Linked DNA regions of Oryctolagus cuniculus: all the other regions are linked to region 1. Evidence: chromatin contacts called from public Hi-C data. All regions are on one chromosome and are shown on one strand. Each heading gives the region's core, a stretch centred on a gene start, on an enhancer-like site or on the middle of the called end of the contact. The rest is flanking DNA. Distances are from core to core; before and after follow the strand shown. Region 1 has its middle 300 kb from the start of CLINT1. Region 2 overlaps LOC103347947 (a long non-coding RNA gene). Region 3 overlaps EBF1 (EBF transcription factor 1).

Region 1 (4,199 bases), core at 978-3,477:
TCTGTAAAGGAACTTCTCCAGCTCCCAGGTTGAATTACTCTTTCTTTGCATGTTGTGCCAATATCTGACTTGGCATCTGATATCAATAGAACTAAATTATAATTGAGCGTTAACTTTGTGGAGTAAGAGGGTGCTGGGTTGGAAGAAGCTGACCAAGTATCAATAGTTCCATGTAGATGCACATGCTTTCAGCTTCTCAAAAGTGTCTCTGAGCAGCCTCATGGAAGGTTGGGGCATGTTGGAGAGCCTCAGAGAAATTGTATCTCCTCTTTTGTAGTTGACTTTTTCCAGGATTAGAGAGCTAGTGGACCTTTGTGTGTCCTTTCACCTGCAGTGGCTGACAGATAACTCTTTAAGAAACAGTCCTTGCCTATTACTTGCACCAAATAAATGGAAGTTACTAGTGCTCAACTAGGTCTTGGAGTCTTTCTCTCACCAAATGACTCTGGGGGTTGAATGGACAAAGGCCAGAAATAATTTCAGTAGGATTGAATTTAGGGGTGCATCTCGGTCAGGAAGCTACAAGGAAAAGAGGTTTGTTCCAAAAGCCATTGGAGCAGGTTATGTTACTGGGATAGGCATAAGAATTATCACAGCGTGTCCCTTAACTCAGCTTTTTAATTAATATTCAAGAATTTGCTTTCTGACTCCTGCCCAAGTCACTCACTGCAAGGTCTTAACACAAAATCAGCAGCACCTGGAAAATCTATAACATTCATGTTTCCACTCTCCAGGCCAATGCCTGTAGCAATGGCATCCGTCACTAACTGGTGCCACTATGTTCTCTGGAAAGGTGAAGGTGTGGCTTCGAGATCGTTTGTGCCTAGTTATCTGAGCAGCCATGGAGTCGGTCACAGACTCTAGCCAGAGCTCCCACTCTGGGCAGTGCTCTTCAGATGTTTCCTTCTTGGGTGAATGAGATTGCAGGACTTGGGTACTCTTGTCGAGGCAATATGAATTTCTACCCCTACTGAATGTCACTAGAGGCAACCTGAGATATTGGAAAGGATGATAGAAGAAGAGATATGAGGTTAGGGTATAGTCTTGATATTGCTACAAAAGAGCTGGGAGGTCTTATGTAAGACATCACCTGACTGGCCCTCAGTTTGCTTCCTCTGTAAGAGGAGGGGTTTGAGAAGATTAATTGCTGTGGCCTTGGAATGTCTTTGGTGTTATGCAGCAGCTGGGTCCTGCACATGCTCTACTCCAGGGAAGGCAAACATGTGACCAGCATGCGGCTGCCGTACGTGCCCATGCCTTCAGCAGGCACTGGCAGTGTTTCACAGCAGTCTTCCCTGTTTATGTGCACTTGGTCTTAGAATCCTTCTCGGTCTTTTTGGTAGAGGTCTAATAAGCTGCTACTGATTGATCAGGCTATGCAAGGGAAATAAAAATGATTTGCCTTTCTAATGGGCTTAATTGTGTCCCTCCCATAAATTCAGATGGAAATAGGGTCATCACAGAAGGGATAAAGCAGAAATGACAGAGGAACAAAGAGTGCCACATAGCTCCAGAGAGGGGTCCAAGCCATTATTCAGATATCCAAAGCCACCGGGTTGAATCACCACTTCAGATCTGGTGGAGTTTGATTGGCTGAGAGAAAGAGAAATTGGAGCTGGGAGGTTGTCTCAGCACTTAGCTAAGGGTTTGGAATTTCACCTGCTAGATGGCGCTGTCCTCTAAGAAAAGGCACCGGCTCTGCTTGAATGGAAGCTTTGCTAAGGAAACAGGAACAGCACAAGTTGAAAAGTATTGTTGGGCTGGAGGTAAGGGGCTGGAAGCAGCCTTTTCTCCAGCAGCAACATCTCCTGTTGTAGTGCTTCTGGTTCCTTTTAGAATTTTTATTTTGCAGTGTGAGAGTTGGATGCATTACAGCTGAAAAGGGCTGTTTACTCTGACAAAAGATTTGTGTGTGCATGTGTGAGTGCATGCGTGTGTGTGTGTGTGTGTGTGTGTGTATGTGTATCATGGGGAGGGCGCAGTTTTAGTCATGAAGTCCCTCCCCAAAGCTACATCTTACTAATGACATGTCTCAAACCTGATGTTTGGCCTTGACTTCCACGAGATCACTGAAAGAAAGGAACAGTTGGTTCTTTCTGCCTTCTGTGCACTGAGCTGGATGCCTGGCATGCGGAGTGACTGCACTCTGAAGCCTTCTAGCTCAGCTCTAGTCAGGAGCAGACTGCATGTAGGCACCAAGACCCCTTGTCTGTGCAGTTTTCATTTTAGACAGACAGACTGGCTCCTGGGGCTCAACTTCTCCTACTCTATCAGCAGCCAGAAGGAAGAAAAACAAAGATAAGGGGAGGGGAAGGTGAAAACCAGGAGGGGACTCAAAGGGCTGGAGGGGAAGACAGATGAGAGTCTCCGGAAGCAAAGGGCAGAGGTGAAGGGTGTGAGGGAAGGAGAGTGAAAGAAGGGGACCAGGTGTCCAGAAGGAAAGGGGAGTAGCTATGGAGGAGGAGAGAGGATGGAGGCTGCCGGAAGTGGGAGAAGTGGGAACTGGAGTGAGATTTCACGTCCTCATTGCTGGAGCCAAGACACTGAAAAGGCAGGGAATGGAGGCTGTGTCTGGCCAACAGGAAGATGGGGGCAGGGAAGCTGAGTCACTGGGGAAAATCTGATCAAGGTCCAGAAGGAGGGGAAACCGCCACAGTGAGGAAGTTGCAGAAAAGCCAGGTGGGAGATGGGCAAGCAAGCCTTGATCAGGAGGTCCTGGAAGCTAGGAAGGCAGAGAGCAGAGCTGAGCTAAGACAGGAAAAAACCAAGGAGAAGGAACAAGCAGAGCACAACACACAAGTGAGAGTGAGGGAACAGGGAAGGGGCCATTAATAGAATGCTTACCTGCATGTCGTAAAAACTGGAATGTGTGTGTTTTGGCCTGCGGCCATTGTGCAGGAAACACAGTGTGGCTTTTAAGCAAGTTGTGGAGTGGTTGAGTCCACACGTTAGTAGCTTACCTTAGTGTGTTGCTTTGAAATGCAGCTGTGAGCAGCTGCCCTCTGACTGGCTGGCAGCCTGCTGTCGGAGACATCTGACAGAGCTACTGTCCGAACAGAGGTTTTGTCCCTGCTCTGTTACGGTGCTCCAGGTTCGGAGGCACCACTTCTCTTCCAGGATAAGAGTTGAATTGTGGTCCCTGTGACAGTGTCTTGTGGTTGGACAGGGGTGAAAGCTCTGAGAGGGCAGAAGAGGGGAAAAGCGGTTAAGGGTAATGTGGGATCGGGTCTGGCGCTGTAGCTTAGTGGACTAAGCCTCTACCTGCAGTGCTGGCATCCCATATGGGTACTGGGTCATGTCTCAGCTATTTTCCCGATCCAGCTCTCTGCTTATGGCCTGGGAGGACAGCGGAAGATGGCCCAAGTATTTGGGCCCCTGCACCTGTGTGGGAGCCTCAGGAGAAGCTCCTGGATCCTAGTTTGGATTGGCTCAGCTCCAGACATTGGGGCCATCTGGGGAGTGAACCAGCAGATGGAAGACCTTTCTCTATATCTTTTCTTCTCTTTCTGAAACTCTACCTCTCAAATAAATAATATCTTTAAAAAAAAAGGTAATGTAGGATGGAGGTTAAGAGGCCCCTGGAGACTGATGGCCACAGTCTAGTTTCTAGTTTTACCACTTTACTCTGACACATGAGAAGTCTTCTAGAGTTTGTGGAAGAATGGAATGAAAAGTGAGTTTATTTTAGTAAATTTTTTTTTGTGAATATTCATGTGTAATTTTTATGTGTTACGTATTTTCCATGGGCATTTGGCAGCCCTTGTATGTGACATTTCACTGCTATGGGCTTTAACAACTCATCTGTAGAATTGAGGTATGGGGGTGGGATTTGTGCTGCTCCTGGTTAATTAACACTTGGGATGCCTGAATTCCATATCATGTGCCAACAACTCCACTTCCAATCCAGCTTCCTCTTAGTGTGTCTGGGAGGCAGCATGTGACGGCTCAAGTACTGGGGTCCCTGACACCCTTGTGGCAGACCTGGGTGGTGGAGCCCCTGGTTCCTGGGTTTAATCATGCCCAGCCTTAACTGTTGGAGCCCGTGGGGAATGGGCCAGCCGATGGAAGATATCTGTCTGTCTCTGTCTCTCTGTCACTTGTTCATATAAATGAATAAATATTTTTTTTAAAAAAATTGGGACTAGGCCGGCGCCGTGGCTCACTAGGCTAATCCTCCGCCTAGCGGCGCCGGCACACCG
Region 2 (4,199 bases), core at 507-3,006, 950 kb after region 1:
GCCAGCAGGAGTGGCGGAGCACCCGGACTCCACCGCCCGCAAAACCCCAACTCTGATTCGTGGCCTCCACCCGCCTCTCTCGGGGACTCTTGGGAGCAGCAGACTGGGGTTCCACCGGAAATCCGGACTCTGACCTCTGTTTCCCACCCTGGAATTTCCGCGAAGGCCCCTTGACTCACCGAGGCTGACACTTCCAGCCCCTTGGAGCACACCTCGCCCCCATGGTGCAAACAGGGAAACTGAGGCCCAGACAGGTACAAAGACACGCGCACACGACACCTTGGGGGCTCTGTGGTAGGCATGGGACCAGAAGCCTGGGTTCTGGGTACCCGCCGAAACTTTCCGGGAGCGAGCCTGCCGCCTCTCTCGGGTTTCCCCCGGGGCGGTCCCAGATAATAATAGATCCCATTTGTGGAAGGCTTTACGGGCATGAAGTCTCTGAATTTCCACCGCAGACTAAGCAGACAGATAAGAACACTCCCATTTTACAGGTGAGCAAACTTGAGGCCTTGTGAGGGAAATAGGAAAAAAGAAAAACAGAAAACTTGTCCGAGGCTAATAAGGTAGCTAAGCCAGAATTTCATCAGAGACTATCCTTAACGCTGCAGAGAAACCATTCACCCAGCGGAGGTGCAAACCTCCTGCCCCCTAAACGCTCGTGGGTCCCTTGGCTGCCTGGAGTCCCTCTCCCGAATGAGAAAGGAACGAGGACACACGTTGTCCTCTGTGGACGGGCAGCGGAGGAGAGAGAGGAAAGGGGGAAATTCCGAAAAGTGTGCCGACCGAACGCGCACTCACGATTCTGCCCACCTGCGGGAACAGGGGGCGATGGGGAAGCGCCGGCTGCAACCCCAGCTCTGCCACATAAGCCATTTGGCCTCTAGTGAGCTGCTTCTGCCAGTCCAGGGTGAGGTCTGAGGGCTCAGGACAGCTCGCCTGAATGAAACACGGTCAGCACTGGACTTTGCCGCAGTGTCCCCGATGCCCGTTAGAGGACAGAAATCTAGACACCTGCAGGCACGCTTTCATAAGAGAGAAGAAGGTTCGCGCAAAGTAGGGAGAATACATCTGGGGGTACTGCCAGAAAGGGTCGCTAAGGTCGACGGTGCCCCGGGGCGGGCGTGACCACACCGCACTCCGCGGCTCTTATCCGTGGTCTCCGGTTCAGAGGAGGGCCCCGCTCCCACGGTAGACGAGGCTCTAGGGAGGGAGAAGGGAGCTCTCCAGCGTTTTTGTAAAGAAGCGTCCTGCAGTAGCGTACGCCCGGTGGAAGAAACCTTGGTGGGGAGAAAGGGCGGTGTGGGCCTTAGGGGTCAGCTGGAGAAGGAACGGCGAATTTAGCGCACAAGCTGAAGACACTTGGAAGCAAAAAGTTAGCCCGCGTATTTCCCGAGGCGCGCAATTCACTGTATATTTACGGGTCACTGCGCTGGGCAGGTCTTTGTTGGCTATGCAGTATGAGATACTTGCGATGTGAGTGTGCAAAAAGGTTTGCACGAGCGAAGTGTGGCTGCAGGTTTGTGGGCCTGTACTAAGGTGTGTGTGTGTGACGGTGAAAGAGAGCGCGCACTTGGCCGCATATGCCCGGGCTTGAGGAGGCATTAGCGCCACGGGAGCAAACGTCTAGTGTGTACATGCGTGACTTAAAGGCGGGCTTCAGTGAGTGTGCAAGTGCAGAAGTACGTGTACATTGTGCAACAGCATCGCACATGTGCGTGTGAGGCTGAACCTGTATGTGGTTCCAGTGTAAGCGTTGTGTCAAACCCAGCAAAGAAGTCCTAAAAATCCACCTCCAGCCGGAAGAAAGCAGCAGGCAGGATGAGAGGGTCCAAGGCCAGGGGACCAGAATTTTGCTCCTTTGGCTTTGCAGGTAGCTGGGAACAGCCTACCGGGCCCGGGGCCAACGCGGAGGCCTCGGGTTAGCGCCCAGCTCGGCTCAGCTCCGCTACGGGAGGATGAAGCCAGTTCCCGCTGCTGGCGAACCAATTACACGCAAAGGTCCCTGCTGGACAGTTCCGCGCTCCTAATTGTTCCTCGCCGACAGTTTCTGATTATTGATGCCGTGGGTCGCAAAGGAGTCCGCTTTCGAGTTATTTGCTTTTGTGTTTATTTTTTATTTATTATCTTCACGGTCATTATTTGGTGGCTGCCGTAAAGACGACGCGAAACCCAGCGAGGCGGCCCTGCCCCACCTCTCGGAGGCCGCCCTAGGCGTGCTGGTGACCCGCGGGCGCCGCATCCTCCCTTGAGATGGAGCCACAGCGCCACCTCGCGATCCTCCAGCCCCCTCCCGTCGAGGCCACTGAAGGCCGGGACCTTGCCTAGCTCCCCAGTTCCCTCCACTGGGTTTCTATTCGCGTTGACCCTTTCTCATCCTCCCTCCACAACTTTCTCCGCCAGAGCCTCCAGGGCCACAGTCACTCTCTACCCTCTCCTCGCGCACTGGCGGAACCTTCTTCTCCACCTGGTGTAGCACCGCTCGCCTGGGGAATCACTGAGACCGTTCCCTGCTTTCCCTGGCGCTGTCATATCACTTTGGACAGGAAATATGTTTTCGTGGCTCTCACCCCTCCCTAATAGGAGAGCATTTCAAGGATCATTATTGCCGCTGACTCAATCACAATTTAACTTCACAGTAAGTCATGCTATAGAGCATCTTTTTGTTGTTCCTATACATTTTTGTACCCTATATTAACGACCACATATCAGAGAGAACATAATACTTGTCTTTTGGGGACTGGCTTATTTCACTAGACGTAATGGGTTCCAGTTGCATCCATTTTGTTGCAAATAGGATTTCATTCTTTTATATGACTGAGTTGTATTCCATAGTGAATATATACCATAATTTCTTTATCCAATCATCAATTGATAGACATCTAGGTTGATTCCCTATCTTAGCTATTGAGAATTGGGCTGCAATAAACACAGATAACTCTTTCATATGCTGATTTCATTTCATTTGGGTAAATTTCCAGGAGTGGGATGGCGGGGCCATATGGAAGATCTATTTCAGCTTTCTGAGGAATCTCCATGCTGTCTTCCATAATGATTGTACTAGTTTACATTCCCATCAACAGTGATTTAGGGTACTTTTACCCCCACATCCTCATCAGAATTTGTGATTTTTTGATTTTTGGATGATAGCAATTCTAACTGGCACGAGATAAAAATTCACTGTGGTTTTTATTTACATTTCCTTGATGGTTAGTGATCCTGAGCATCTTTCCATGTGTCTGTTGGCCATTTGAATTTCATCCTTTGAGAAATGCCTGTTCATGTCTTTTGCCCATTTCTTAACTGGACTCTTTGTTTTGCTGTTGTTGAGTTTCTTGAGTTCTTCATAGATCCTGAATATTAATCCTTTTATCAGTTGGGTAGTTTGCAAATTTTCTCTCCCATTCTGCTGATTGCCTCTTCACTTTGTTGAGTGCTTCCTTTGCAGTGCAAAAGTTTCTTAACTTGATGTAATCCCATTTGTCAATTTTTTTCTTTTATTGCCTGTGCTTCTGGTGTCTTTTCCAAGAAGTTTTTGCCTGTGCCAATTCTTGTAGAATTTCCCCAATGTTTTCCTCTGGTAATTTGATGGTATCAGGTCATAGATTTAGATCCTTGATCCACTGTGAGTTGATTTTTTTGTGTAAGATTTAAGGTAGGAGTCTTATTTCATACTTCTGCATGCGCAAATAGACTGTGCTAAGCATTTAACCTGCATTGATTGGTGTAATTTCCCCAGCAAAATCATAAAGTGCTAGAGCTCACTTCTCTTCTTCTTCCTCCTCCTCCTTCCAGAAATACATGTCTCACTTTATTTTTAAAGTTTGTTTCTTTTTATTTATTTGAAAGGCAGAGTGACAAAGAAGGAGTGATTGAGGGAGGGAGGGAGGGAAGGAGGGAGGGAGAGAGAGAAAGAGAGAAAGAGAGAGAGAGAGAGAGAGAGAATGAATCTTTAATTCTCTGGTTCACTCCCCAAATGCCATAACATCCAGGGTTGGGCCAGGCCAAAGTCAGGAATTCTACCCGGGTCTCCCATGTGGATGGGAGAGACTCAGTTGGGTAATCCTCTGCTACCTCCCAGGATTTGCTTCAGCAAGAAGCTGGTTCGGAAGCAGAAACAGGACTTGATTTCAGGCACTCAGCTATGGGATTCAGGCACCCCAAGCAACACCTTAACCAGCTGTACCACAACACCTTGACAA
Region 3 (4,199 bases), core at 464-2,963, 540 kb after region 1:
CTCTTTGGACTTTCAAGAAAAGTTCTAACCACTGCACATGGCTGACAGATGGGTGGTGTCTGCTGCCGGGGCTGAGCCGGACACCTCACCGGCTGACCACTGGTTCCTTCGCAAACAGTTAAAGGGCCCACCAGACAAAATATGGCTTTACATTGTATACATCTTCAGGCCAGCACTTACCACACGAATCAGACCACCTCTCTGAGTACCGAGAAGCAATGCTAAACCTTGCTTACATTTTCCAGTTTTTATTATTATCAGTCATCATCATTATGATTTCTCACCATGAAAAATCAGCTTTCATCCCCCCCTCCCTCCCGCTGCTCCCCTCCCCCGCCCGCCCCAACCCATAAAAATCGCACTCTGACAGTCTAGTGAAAACCATTGCAAAATCCATATGGGGGCATGCACAGTTGCAGCATTGTTGTAAATGATTTCTTGCTCTACTAGAAAAAGTTACATTGTCTTAAGGTAACAAAACAGTTCTTTTGTGCTTTTCGATTTCTTTGTTGTTGTTTTTTTTTTTCTTTTTTTCTTTTTCTTTTTTCTGAGAATGTTAGTGATGACTGAGAGTTCTGGTGCACAGTTGCAATGTACAAGTGAAATGAATATGATCTGCATGGTTAAGGCATCCAATCTGCTGGTTTATATTTATGTGAAGGACAGAGGAAATATACAAGCAGACTTGAGAAAGAAAGTATGTTCATTGATTTCTATGAAGTTTCTCCCCCGAAATTTAATGCACAAAATGCGTCACTCCAAAGGGAGAGATTCATGCATATTAATAGAGTAAAACAGCAATAGGGTTTTTTTTGTAAGCTTCCAAAGCAAAGGATACATTTTTTTTAAATCTACAGAACTAAGTACTACAAGAATAATATGCTACTATTTTTGCCATATATTGGAAAAAACTTCTTAACTTACAAATAATACAAAAATAGACAATGGCTTTTGGGTGGGAATAAAAAAAATTGAAGCATGGTTTAAAACAATACTAAAAATAACTATAAATGAAATGTTTAAAAATCACATTGAAACAGCTAATACAACTGTAGGTGACCAAACAAATACGCACTTTTCACATAGCAAACATACACAATAAAATAAATTGGGGGTGGAAGGAAGAGAGGAAGGGAAAAGCAATGTACAAATTCCAAAGATAAATACATTATTTATATGGATATTTTACAAAATCCCCTTTAAAACAAAAAGCCTTTTAATTAACTTTGCAAGTATGTGCAAGCTAAAGGTAGTGAGCTTTTTTTCTTTGCAAAATATGCAGTAAAATCTTTTTGTGATATTGAAAAACTGTCTTAAGACATTAAAATGTATAAATAGAACAACAACTTTGGCAAAAAATCACAAAAAATCTACAGTATTTATAACTACATACAAAAACACAACCGCAAAGAAAAAAATATCAGGCAAACGCATCCTCAGAGCTTTGCTGCCTCTTTGCCATTAACTCTTATATTTAAGAACACTTTCCAGCTACCGAGAGCAAAAATTCCCATAGAACACAAAACTATGTTTTGGAGGTCTCCACCTTCTTTCCCTTTCCCCCAGTTTCCTTTTCCTCTTAATTCCAAAGCACTTAACGTGTTGTTCGAATCTGTGACACTGTGAACGGAAGGCTCAGTGACACAGGCCCTGTCTTGAATGGGACAATCGAAATAAGCTCCACGGTGCTTTAGTCAACTTTTGGAATCTTGGTGTGAAGTCAGCAGTGAGGCTGGTACAGTGTAAGTGCGAGTTTGGCTTGGGAACTGGAGGGCCGAGTGTGGAATTCTGTGCCTGGACCCTGTTCTGTGGAGTCTCAAAAGAGATTCTCACGTAGTCCGCGCGCCTCTGAGCTCTCAGAGGCCGGCGGCTTTGAAAGGGGCTGACGTAAGTCAGAGAGAGAAGGAAGGATATCAGGTTTAAATATGCAGTTTGAATGATCTGTCTAGAGGCACTGGATTTTTTGAGTAGAAGGGAAAAATGTGATCACTGACATCGCTTTTTCACTTTCCAGGCTGCATTTATATACACAGTCACTTAAGACAACAATATAAAAGAGATAAATAAACAGGCTTGCACTGCTAAGGGATGGCAGATGAAGTTAGATACTGCGAATGCACGGTCTGAGCTAACTACCATTTGATATGCTTTAAGGCGCAAAAGCCGACCCTTAGTTTTCTAAAAAATCTAACTGGCATTCCTATTCTGTCCCATACAAGCTTTTTTTTTCTTTTTTCAAACTTTTTTGTAAATATCACCAGTTCATTCTCCCTTTACACAGCTTTAAAAACATCATAAATTAAAACATGGAGTCTTATTTATAGTGTCCCTTGTATATAGCTTTACGGTTTATAAAAGACAAATGATTGCAGAGTTAAGCTTTAAAAAAAAAAAAAAAAGAAAAAGTGGATTTGCTTTTATCAGTACAGAATAAATATATCCCCCAAACACTCGGGAGGTACAACTTTAACCAACACCCTGCACTGGCAGATTCCTTCCAATTTCAGTATTTGCAAGGTCGGTGATTTTTGTTTGTTTAAAAATCTGCAGTTATTGTGATTCCTCTTAAAAAGGCCTGAGTTAAAAGTTCCACTCTGGGACTTGTATCAGATTACTCTCTGTAGCAGAATCCAACCTCTTCATTAATAAAATTCTTCAAGGCAATCCTTTCACATGGGAGGAACAATCATGCCAGATATCGCTATGGAAAGAGAAGACAGAAGTCAATGGCTTAGCATTCAAACTTCTCACTGAGGGGAAAAAAAAATAAAAAGCATGCATACACATCTACATTGATTGAATATTACCCACACACGTGCTCTCATCATCTCTGGAGTAAGTTTTTGTTATAATACATATATGTACTGTATTAAATATTATAGTATATCAGCATGCGTATGTATCTCCATCAGAACAGAATAGCCTAAGCATCACTCCAAATCTGATTGCAATTTAAAAACATGACTGGAAAGTTAAATAGTTTGAATACCATTGGGAAAGTTACAGCCCCAAACCTTGCAAAACAGTGAAAATTTTCAATCTGTCCCTCTTACCCACATCACCTCCCGGCCCTGACTTCACATCCAGAATATAAATTGGTCCATCCCATTTGCCAGTAATTTTCTAAAAGCAACAATAACACCACCACCACCACCACCTACGACTTTGCTGTGCACAAAAATGGAGCCACAGGGCAGCCTTCTGAATGCCTTCGCATCAGCCCTCAGGCTGCAGGAAACACAGCCGCTACTACGGCAGGCCTGCTCACTGGGAATGTGGAGTTGGGGGAAAGCTCAGAGCGGGAGGGGGAGACAAGTTGGCATGAAGCTGCGGAAGGTCTTCACCGCTGCTTTGCTCCTGGTTTCTGGAATGTTCTGACTATGCTTCCTAGAAAATTGTAGCCTAGGAAAACTAGAGTGAGATCCTGGGAAACAGGACGGCTCTTTGAAGGGTTCAGACTTAGGCCGCTAAACCTACTGGTATATGGAGAGAAGAGAGTCAGATAGGTCAGCCTTCCCACCTCTGGTTTTCCCTGGGCCATAGCCACTCGGATCCTTAAACTTCAATCTCCTTGGCTAGATAATGCAGTTATTCACTTGGTTTAAGGTTGTTGGAAATTTAAATAAAATAACAAATATGTGAAGTCCTTTGCTTAGGTTCCTGGTAGGAGTTAGCTGCATATCACTTGTGCTGTTAAACTAGCTGTGTGACCTTGTGTTAAGTGTTTAACTTCTCTGGGCCTCTCTTTTCTCTTATACCCAACAGGCACATTTCACACAAGGCTGTGGGGAAGTCTGGGATATCGATAAGACTGTGAAGGTGGAGCAAGCGGCAACTCTGAACTACATCAAGGGGAGAGAGATTCTTACATTACAATCGGGAAGCAGCCATATTGGACTCACCAGAATGGCCCAGCGTCCTGTCAAGCAGGGAAAACTTCCTGCCTTCTTGTTACTGGCAGTCCTAAACTTCAATTAATGTTCTTGTCAGTGATGACTGTGTTTAGGAAGTGGCCCTCTTCATTTACTAACGATCCTGTCTAGAGGAATGGGTCTGTTTAAGTGAACCCCACTACTACAAATCCTGCAGGGGACACAGGGAGGCCAGGAGGTGGGGGCTCTGCACCCTGAGGCCACCACACGCCCTGACGTTTTAGATTCAATTAGAACAAACACCAAAAAGTATTTTGCCAAACACTT

What was found. Hi-C and Micro-C count contacts between places; a contact is called where the count stands out from the background.
Region 2: a Hi-C map of an unstated tissue shows a contact between it and region 1, with 12 times the contacts expected there. The contact joins two enhancer-like sites. A contact is called at or near these places in 4 of 6 Hi-C or Micro-C datasets (liver, psoas muscle, skin fibroblasts and 1 more).
Region 3: a contact with region 1 is called in a Hi-C map of embryonic fibroblasts, with 6 times the contacts expected there. The contact joins two enhancer-like sites. A contact is called at or near these places in 5 of 6 Hi-C or Micro-C datasets (ear pinna, embryonic fibroblasts, psoas muscle and 2 more).

What each region holds. Positions count from the first base shown.
Region 1 is chr6:45,064,289-45,068,487 of mOryCun1.1, forward strand. No RefSeq gene overlaps it. Among named protein-coding and RNA genes, the nearest start is that of CLINT1, 300 kb to the left of the region's middle. Within about 2 kb of position 2,228, at least 2 of the 8 cell types and tissues checked have an H3K27ac peak or open chromatin away from gene starts, as enhancers often do.
Region 2 is chr6:46,018,150-46,022,348 of mOryCun1.1, forward strand. The region is part of intron 2 of LOC103347947 (a long non-coding RNA gene); the gene reads left to right. Among named protein-coding and RNA genes, the nearest start is that of EBF1, 6.6 kb to the left of the region's middle. Within about 2 kb of position 1,757, at least 1 of the 8 cell types and tissues checked has an H3K27ac peak or open chromatin away from gene starts, as enhancers often do.
Region 3 is chr6:45,602,083-45,606,281 of mOryCun1.1, forward strand. EBF1 (EBF transcription factor 1) reads right to left here. Exons shown (of 16, transcript XM_008255335.4): 16 at 1-2,701. The coding sequence ends at 2,670. Among named protein-coding and RNA genes, the nearest start is that of EBF1, 410 kb to the right of the region's middle. Within about 2 kb of position 1,714, at least 2 of the 8 cell types and tissues checked have an H3K27ac peak or open chromatin away from gene starts, as enhancers often do.